Linked DNA regions of Lactuca sativa: region 2 is linked to region 1. A link is a contact called in public Hi-C data. All regions are on one chromosome and are shown on one strand. The core of a region is the stretch at or near the end of the contact, and the rest is flanking DNA. Distances in the headings are between cores, read along the strand shown.

The links. Hi-C and Micro-C count contacts between places; a contact is called where the count stands out from the background.
Region 2: a contact with region 1 is called in a Hi-C map of leaf, with 6 times the contacts expected there. The contact joins the promoter of LOC111913348 here to the promoter of LOC111913349 in region 1. A contact is called at or near these places in 3 of 4 Hi-C or Micro-C datasets (leaf and seed).

Annotation. Positions count from the first base shown.
Region 1 is chr2:166,192,477-166,197,630 of Lsat_Salinas_v11, reverse strand. It overlaps LOC111913349 (kinesin-like protein KIN-7G), which reads left to right and starts at 2,870. Exons shown (of 13, transcript XM_023909070.2): 1 at 2,870-3,380; 2 at 3,487-3,576; 3 at 3,669-3,769; 4 at 3,864-3,977; 5 at 4,062-4,143; 6 at 4,232-4,299; 7 at 4,379-4,444; 8 at 4,550-4,674; 9 at 4,745-5,084. The coding sequence starts at 3,152.
Region 2 is chr2:166,466,385-166,471,538 of Lsat_Salinas_v11, reverse strand. It overlaps LOC111913348 (probable serine protease EDA2), which reads right to left and starts at 2,958. Exons shown (of 12, transcript XM_023909069.3): 1 at 2,562-2,958; 2 at 2,300-2,425; 3 at 2,027-2,182; 4 at 1,763-1,945; 5 at 1,549-1,665; 6 at 1,419-1,472; 7 at 1,271-1,342; 8 at 961-1,169; 9 at 784-878; 10 at 623-697; 11 at 449-532; 12 at 39-344. The coding sequence starts at 2,747. The coding sequence ends at 226.

The DNA.
Region 1 (5,154 bases), core at 1,621-4,120:
AGAGACTAGTGGCGATTTTGGATTGATGAACGAAGACCTTGAGGAATAAGGTCGTCGAGCTAGTGAAGGTGCAATGGCAACATTGCAAGGGATCAGAGTGGACTTGGGAGCCCTAGGAGGAGATGAAGGATCACTTTCCAGAGTTGTTCGGGGCAGCAGACTTCGAGGATGAAGTTTGATCCAAGTGGGGGAGAATTGTAACACTTGTGCCCTGGTATGTGCCTTATAACCCTTGAATATTCAATAATTTCATTTTAGTCCCTGAATTAGTATGCAGGGCGTACCACCTGGTTCGCTTAGCGTACTGGTTAAGAAGCCAGTACATAGGCACACCACTTGGTACTCTTAGCGTACTGGGTTGGTGGCGAGACGGGACTTAGGTCGCGTACACCGGGCATACGTAGACTTTAATGAAACCCTAATTAGGGGTGTTGCGCCCTATTTAAGAATCCTTATCTTCTGGGGTTGGCCTCTTTACCACCACCTAAAGCCTCCAAAACCCTAAAACGAGATGTAGCCTCCATTGCCAAGCATTTGAGCCTTTGAAGACAGATTGGTGTTCATTTTGTTTATTGTGAAGGAGTTAGAAGATCTTGAAGTTGCTAAGCTTGGAGAAGGAAGTCTTGGATCCAGAACCTCTACCCATTTTGCAAGAAGTTTGAGGTATCAAGTTCTTATCTTGGTTGCTAGATGCTTAGATCTCCTTTTGGGTTAAATAGTTATGTTTTTAGCCATGGTTTGGATGGATGTTGGGATTAGGACGTCCCAAAGGCTTATTCTTTCAGATCTAAGGTCTTCATGGGCTCTATTGGCATGAAGGTGCCAACTTTATGGAGTTTAGGGGCCTCATGCATTCATTAAGTCCTTTTTGAGCTTTAGAGCTTTTCTTATGGTCATGCATGAACATCAAGTTAGCAACTTTATGTGATATTTCGGATTAAGGAGGTTAGATCTGCACTTTGGGGTGAGGTCTTAACGAGTTAAGTGCTTAAAGTAGAAGGTGGCTGATATGGTTGAGTACGTTGGGGGTACAAGCCTGTATGCGCAACGTAAAAGCCCTTGAGCCAGTACGCTTAGCGTACAAGCTGAGTACACCCCACGTACTCAGTCAGGTGGCCATTCGATGTTGTGCTTTAACGTTGGGCTTCATTTTGGGCTTAGAAGGTTAGGGTTTAGTTGGGCCATCTGATCTTGGAAGTTTTTAGGGCAGGTATGTTATTGGGCCTTGGGCTAAGGCCCATGTGAATGGATTGGATCCAACTAGAAATTGGGCCATATTTGGGCCTTGATGGATTGTTTAACTTTTGGGCCCATTGCATTGTGGTTATGGGATTCATTCTTGGACCAAGCTAGGTTAGGGTAAAATGGTCTTTTTACCCCAAGTAGGGATTTTTGGTTACGATGTAGATCCCAAATGTTAATTAGTTTTTATTTGGAAATTGATAGCTCGGGGAGCTGTAGGACCAGCAGTTAGGGATCATACGTTTCATTCAGCTTTTCATGGTGAGTTTCCTCACTGGGTTTAGTGGGTCTAAGGCACCAAGGCTGTCCCTTGATTGGTTATGTCGATATACTTGTTGTCTGTAAGATATTTGTATGTGCTTGTATATGTATGTTATGGGCGGAGCCCGTTATGCGGATGTGGGCGGGGCATGTATCTATTCACACACGATATTTAAAAGGACCCGATAAAGAAAACTTATCGCTCCACTATGTCGTGTGGTGTTTTTTCGTCATTTGGGGTCGTTTGTGGCTTCAAAATTGGTGTTTTTTTTTTTTTTTATATTTTTTTTTTATATTTTTTTTTATTTTCCAAAACTTTATTATTTGATTTTAGATAATTGATTATGATTTTATCCTTACCAATTATGATTTTTAGATTTAAAGAAATAATCCTATCCTTTTTTCCTAAAGAGAAAATACTCTTATCTTGTCCTTATAAGTATTTATTTATTTATTTGAGAGAGTTTGTTGATTATCAATTAAGAATTCGCTTGTAGTTATTTTTATTTTTATTATTTAATCCTATCATCTGGGCCTTGGACAGTTCAAAATAATTATAATTTTATCTTGTTAATATAAAATTTTTAACAGTTAATATTAATAACATAATGTTTTTTTTCAAAGAATATATATATTTATTAAAAATTTTTGAAGTACATAAGAACATTCGTACGGTGTATATATATTTTTGGTAATATAACCTTATACGATGATAATTAAATGAAAACTAAAACATGCTATTTTACATAGATGAAGTAATGTACATTTCTTTTGAATGAACATAAATTTCAGGAAAAATGTTTTAGGATTTATTATGATAAATAACGCGGCAATTATTCAGTTACAGTTCGTGTTTTTGTTTTAATCCAGTCGTTAAACACCGACGTCAAATCCCAAATTCAATCTGATTCCCAAAATTTGAATTTGTTTCAATCATCATCATCATCATCATTATCTCTGCAAATTTATAGCTCCTCTCACTCTTCTCTCCCTCCATTCAAATCCTCATCAGTACATTAAAAAATATGTGCTGAGGGAGAGAGACGGCTCGCACAAGAACGATGAATCTGATCCAACATCAATCAATCACATTCTCTAAGGTAAATTTCATCTACATTTCAAAATCTATACCTTTTGGAACCTAATTTTGCTTTATATTTTCTGCTCAAAACGAAATTCGTCAATGATTATAGAAACAACAGTCAGAAAAGACAATGACAGTCTGTAAAATCAAAGGGACAAAGGGTCGGTGCGGGGACCATATCTTTAACAATTCGCTTAAATACACCGCCGTCCTCGTTGACGACTTTTCGTATAATTTGCGAATCATTATTTTATTGGTGTGTAGATTCATACAATTGTATGTGTGTATGTGTTTATACATTATACAACTACATTATTATAATCGACTTTGACGAGATATGTTACTACATGTTGCGTTGAATTTTAGCTAACCTGATTTTCATGATTACCGGTTGTTTCAGACGATGATTGTTATTTGATCTTAACGACTTTGTTGGTCCCTCTCCCTTTATGTCTCCTCTACCGCTACCATTACTTGAATTATCGAGGACAGCTGAACAAATATCTTACTATTATATCACAATTTGTTATGTATAACCCGTGAGATTTAAGTTTTCTGCTGGAGATGGGGGAAACCGGTGGTAGTGGAGGAGGGGGGACGCGATCAGGGGACGGTGGTTCCCGCCATGGCGAGAAGATTTTTGTGTCTGTGCGGCTGCGACCTTTGAATGGAAGAGAGATTGTTACGAACGATGTGTCTGATTGGGAATGCGTCGCTGAAAACACCATCGTTTACAAGAATGGGAACCTTAGTGTCCCTGAGAGATCCATGTACCCCTCTGCATATACATTTGGTAAGTCGTTTTTCTGGAAAATTTCTTCTTCTTCTTCTTCTTTTTTTCTGGATCAATTGATACTGATCTTCTTCGTATTCTTTCCATGGTGCCCAATTGGGTGTAGACAGGGTTTTTGGTTGTGATTGCTCCACAAGGCAGGTATACCAGGATGCAGCAAAGGAAGTTGTGCTATCAGTTGTTGGTGGTATCAATGGTGAGTTTCACTTTTCTCTTTCTACTACTCTTTCATCTTGTTACACTCTGCAAGTTGGATCCACATTCACAGTCGATTACAACAATTTCCAGCAAGTATTTTCGCATATGGGCAAACAAGCAGTGGGAAGACATTCACAATGACTGGAATCACAGAGTACACTTTAGCAGACATATATGACTATGTACAAAAGGTAATCAATCACACATTCACATCATCTCAGAAATTCTTCACATCAACTATTTCTTTTCCACTTTTCTCTCATCTACTCTTTAATTTCAATGTAGCACCCAGATAGGGACTTTCATCTGAAATTCTCTGCCATGGAAATATACAATGAATCTGTCAAAGATCTCCTTAGCAGTGATGGCTATCCACTCAGACTTTTAGATGATCCAGAGGTGAATAGGAATATATTTCAGTTTGTTTTCATCAACAATACATCTTTTATTTCAGTAACATTAATGGCGAATCAATTTTAACAGAGAGGAACAATCGTTGAGAATCTAACAGATGAAAGTGTTAGGGACTGGGATCATATGATGGAGCTCCTTTCTATCTGTGAAGGTGAGAAAATTAACATCTTCAACCACATTAAACTCTCACTCAATTCATAGCATTTAATTTCAACTCTCAAGTATAATTCATTTTACAGCTCAGAGACAGATTGGAGAGACATCACTCAATGAAACAAGCTCTAGATCTCACCAAATCATCAGACTGGTAAAAATCTTTAAACAAATCCTTCAACTTACATACTTAATAACCAACATTATTTTTCACAATTGATTATTAAATGCAGACAATTGAAAGTACACCCTCCAACTATCTAGGGAGAGACAGTGCAAGTACACTTGTTTCTACAGTGGTATGCAAAAAAAAAAAAAAAAAAAAAAATTGATATGGATTTTATACAACATCAACATTAACATGTCACTAAGATATAGTAGTTGTCTTTTATGTTTTACTATAGAACTTTGTTGATCTTGCTGGAAGTGAGCGTGCATCCCAGTCATTGACAGCTGGCACTAGGTTAAAAGAAGGATGCCATATAAATCGCAGTCTTTTAACACTAGGAACTGTGATTCGAAAGCTAAGGTTTGTTTTCTTTTCATATTTAGCATGTTTTTTTAGCTTACTTTATCCTCATTTATGTTTTTGAATACAGTAAAGGAAGAAGTGGACACATACCCTTCAGAGATTCAAAGCTAACTCGCATACTGCAATCATCTTTAGGAGGTAATTCAAGAACAGCAATCATCTGTACTATGAGTCCTGCAAGAAGTCATGTTGAACAATCAAGAAACACACTTTTGTTTGCAAGTTGTGCAAAGGAAGTAAGTACAAATGCCCAGGTCAATACGGTAATTTCAGACAAAGCTTTAGTGAAGCATCTTCAAAGAGAATTAGATAGATTGGAAAGTGAGTTAAGAACTCCAGGGTCTAATCGTTTCACATCAGATACCACTACCAAATTGTTAAAGGAAAAAGACCATCAACTTGAAAAGGTAATAAAGAAATTACTTTTCTACCCCTTACATTACACAAAAACCATGAAAGTTACATAATGAAAAAAAA
Region 2 (5,154 bases), core at 1,709-4,208, 270 kb before region 1:
AAACATGACATTCATTTTACTAGCTAACAGCTTAATCCTAGAAGAACAAACATCAATATTCACAAAAGAATACAAGGTAATGAGTATCAAAAATGTTTGCAATTTACATGCAACAAAGGTTTTGATACATTGCATGTCTTATTTGCATCATCATCTCTCAATCTCACTAAAAACATATAATTAAGATCATGAATGAAGCAACTATCCACATGTTCTTCTGAAGACTTATTGGCTTGAACACTTACCAAAATCATGACACTCAGCCAACCATAAGTCTATCTGTTCTACAATCTCATGTCTTACTTTGTCAACCACATCCGGTGAACTACACCCCTTTGAGCTTCCTGAAATTATAATTTCATTATTCAGTCACAAATTGTTATATAATAATTAATAATTAATAATTAATATTACGCACACATGAAAAATATATATCCAATTTACAAACCTTCAGGAGGCGAAGGAGACTGTGGGCATCCTCTTAAATCACTTCCATGACCACAGTTATGACAACTAATTATATATGATGGCACTACAAATAAAATTATTAAAAAAAACACAAATTAAGTGATAGAAACAAAAAATCCAAAGAAAAAATAAAATATTAGGGTTGGAGGCTTACTGCTTTCAGATGACACTTGCTTTGATGCACGTCTCCATGGATCTTGTGACCCATTTGTAAAAACTATTTTTGATCCTACATTTTACATATTTCAACAAAATTCATCAAAAAGAAATTAACCCTGAAATTCACATGTAAATAGTAATGTTCATAGTTCATACCAGCAATGTTTTTGCCCCCATAGTAAAGATTTGTAGCATTAACAAGCGGATACACACCTTCTCCAAATACATTTTTACATAGATCCAAATGATACCTGTTAATTAAAATAATAGAATTATGAAACCTGGATTTTATATTATTGATTAAAATGTGTCATAATGTTGATATGTACATGCCTTATGTCAATCTTTGAAGAACGGATGCTATCATTTGAAGGTGCCACCTGGAAATATGCAACTTCACTACAAACTTGAAACCACCATAATCGATCACCAGATTCATACATACTTGGGTTTGTCTTTTTAAGATTTTCTTGGTTATATGATTCAACTTCAGCTCCAAAACTTCCTACATAATATTCCTTCACGTATTTTGCATATGCATTCTGCATAAAGATTGTTACTTTTTTTTTTTTTTTAGTTTCAAGATTGTATTAAGAAAAAGAATTCAAGAACAAGAAACTTGGAAATTGGAAATTGGAATTACCACTAGATCTTCTCTCGCCTTTTTAGCTTTAGTCATTGGTGTGCAAAGTTTATCAGGATTCCCATATTGAAACTACAAAGATTCATATATCATGAATCATGTACACTATGGAAAAAGTTTATATAAACATATATGTGAAAAAACTTACAGCTATGGCTGCAGCATCCGCTAGAAAATACAAGAAGTCACCATCTATTTTTAGCTGAAAAAAGGATATTATAGTAGTCAAACATGACAGGTTCATAAAGTCAAATAGTCAATCACTTCATATATATTACCTGAGTAGCACCAAATGTGGTCTTCAATGCGTTACTATTTGATGCAAGCTTTTCTTCAACAAGTTGAGTAACTTCCTGTAATACAGCTTTACATTCAGGTCCTGCTGACTCAGCAACCTGTCATGACAGAAAAGATTTGTGACCAAAAACGTCCCTTAAAATAAAGATAAATGTTTTTTTTTTTTCTTTCTATTTTCACTTTTCATCACCTCACCTGTTGATCGAATTCAGTGAAATTGTAAACAGCATTAACTACAGCAGAGCTTGCAAGACTCCCACATGTGAGATGAGGGAACTTCAAACGAAACCATGCACTAAGAGCTCCAGCATAAGAAACACCAAACACAAACCATGGATTTTCAATATTTGTTCTGTTGAGTTTTGAGTTTAATGATTCCTACAAGATCATGGAGAGTAATATGTTATGAAACTAAAAGTACAAATATTTGAATTATTCCAAATAAATTCATCTATAAACCTGATAGAATTGACGGAAAGCAGCTAAGTCAAATAGTGCCTGCTTAGATGAAAGAAATTTTAGGTTTTTGGTTGTTAGAGATTTGAATGGAGAACTCTTTCCGTAGTATCGATGCTCAAGTGTAACTAAAGCAGCTCCAAACTTCTTTGCCAAAATCTGTATGGAATTAGAAGATTATGATCCATCAGGGACAATTGCTTTTACATATAAACATAAAATTCATGAATAAAGGCTATCGATATATGATCATGTATGAAGATTTTGGTAATGTACGCTCATATAGTCATTTGATATCCCGTTACATGCAGCTTCACCACATATTTTTAAGAAGATTGGACCATGGGGAAGCTTGAATTCGTTCAAGTACTCGTAATACCGCTGCCCAAACTTACGATGATCCTGTAAATGCCAAAACACAATGACTCATCATACATACAGATTGGGAATTCATGAACAATTTCACAACATTAGATGTCAAATCTTCATAAAATTAATGGTAAATGACATAAAGATTAAAGGGGGAGAGAATGTATACGTAAGGGGAAAAATGATCGAGCGTCTGATTGAACCAGAGCTCATCCTTTGTCAAATAACTGCTGTTGCTGCTACCACTACTGCTGATGTGCATGCGTTCAATGATTCGAGGAGTAGATAGCCCGTTACAAGCACTGAAAATCGAAATCATGAACAAAAGCCCAAGTGAATCTACCAACGCCCTCATTTTTTTTTTCTCCTTTCGTCAAATCTGCAATCCTCAATCGAAAAATCGATCTCTTTTCACAAACTGCTGCTCCAAAAAACGATGAATTTGATGTTTTTTTGTCACGTAATCTTGTTGATATGTGATTAAGCTCTACTTCTACTATGTATGTAGATCAGAGTGAATTTATTGTCTTCCCTTGTGACGTCAAAGGCAATCTTCCATTGCTGGTGGAGAATCTAGTTGTATCGCGGTTTCTACAACTCGACCCGTATAAATAAACCCGGCCCAATCACTTAGGTATGGCCTATTCTGTCCCAATGATTAAAGACTTCGAATTACTGGGCCTTATAACTCAGCCCAATTGGTAAGGGTTGTTTGATATTAGTACTCTTGTAAAAGGTTGGGATTAAATTTTATTAAATAAGGTATGTGAGATTTTATGTTAACAGACAGGAATACGTAAGAAATTAACTTGACGATTTGTTTATCTAGTTTAAATGCAAAAAAAAGATGTAATAGTTGTAATTACTAAAACGTTAGTAATGATATTGTAATTTTAATAGAAAAATATTTGAAAAGGTTAAAGTAAAATTGCATAGCTGCTTCCTAGGAACCCAACCATATATGATTCTATTCGTACATAAAAGAATCATGTTGCTTGCTTGGGATAAAATGATGGCTGATGGATCACGATCTTAATTTCGTAAATTTAATAACTAAAATAATGTTGAAAATACCCATTAAAATATCAAAAAAAAGTTGTTTTAAAAGATAAATAATATAAATCGTACCAAAAACAGAAATTCTAAATGTATTTCAGCCCAAAACTCCCATCATACCAAGCCCGGGTTCAGTAGGCAACAATGGCCCAATTTTGCCTGCCATCGATATTTAGCTCGTTTTTCTACCGATTTACCTCATTCTTTTTGAAATAATTTCTAAGCATAAATCATAACCAAATCTTGGAATAAAAGTTGTTTTCTAATTCCGAATATATAGGGCTCAAATTTTAGATTCGTGTTTGGTTAATTTGGTTTAAAAATAAAGTATAATTTTACCTGTCATTTTTATGTTATTATATATTCCTCAGGCTAGTTTTATCAAATTATATATTTTTTTATCAACTAAGATAGCTTTTCATGCAATATGATAACCTTTTAGTTAATGTATCAAACATAGCTTTAACTTCATATAGATTTCAAAGATTTACATAGGATTATTAGATATGTATGTGACTATGACCACCGATAATTTCACTAATGATTACTCTAGACACTATGGTTTTCTAATTTCACCTTTGATCTTATTTTTTATTATTATTATTATTATTATTATTATTATTATTATTATTATTATTATTATTATTATTATTATTTTAACATTTATAACTCCGTAGAAAGTATTAATAATTTCAATTTATTTTATTCTTATTTAATTTTTTCTTCAAGAATTACAGTCCAATCCATTCTCTGTACCTTAATCAAATAATGGTATACAATAAATTACATACATAAAAACGGTGTAAGTGAAAACTTTTTTGTGAATAAGATGTAAATGGAAGGGTCGTAAATGAATTTCTGTGTGTAAATTAGCTAGCTTAACAAATCGTAAGAAATTTATCCCAACTAACTTTGAGATATTTTTCTCAAAGAGTTGGTGTACAAAAAATATATACAATTAACTACTTAAGTTTTTATTTGATGTTATTCCTGATTTATAAACTTTTTATTTGTAACCTTTAATTTTGCTAGTTTTTTAAAACTATTAAAATGTATTCTAGAAATTCAGTAGATAATCAAATAAGCCATTAGATTGTATACAAACTCAAAATTGTACTGTTAAAATAAAATAAATTTGAATATCTTTTATAAAGAAAAATTATGATAAACGTTGCTCATGTTTCAAATATGAAAAATAATACCATTTTTTTTCTTCAATTAGAGATATATTGAATGCCTTGGTTGAAAGGATTTGGTGAGAAATCACAATCAAACCAATATATCATCATAATTCATAAAATGCAAAAAATTGTAAAAAAAAAAACATGGCACGTGGAGAATGTTTTGTATAATTTTTTTATTTGTTTATTTAAACATTTTGTTAGTTTAAATAATTCATCCGGTCGTTAAAAAAATACCAATCTGAATGTAGTGACGGAACTTGAAGTTATGATTTGGGGGCCGAAAATAGAATACGTATAAAAATTGAAGAACAGGGAGGCCATAGTCAAATTTTATAGTTTTGAACATAATATGTAACCTTATTAATACTTATGGACTATATATATAAAAAAAAATATATAGGGAGGGCCACAACCGCCCCCTGGTCCTATATATGCTCCGTCCATGTCTGAATGCACATTATATCAATACATATTAATTATAATAGTTTAATACATATTGATAGGCAAACGGACAACAATCTA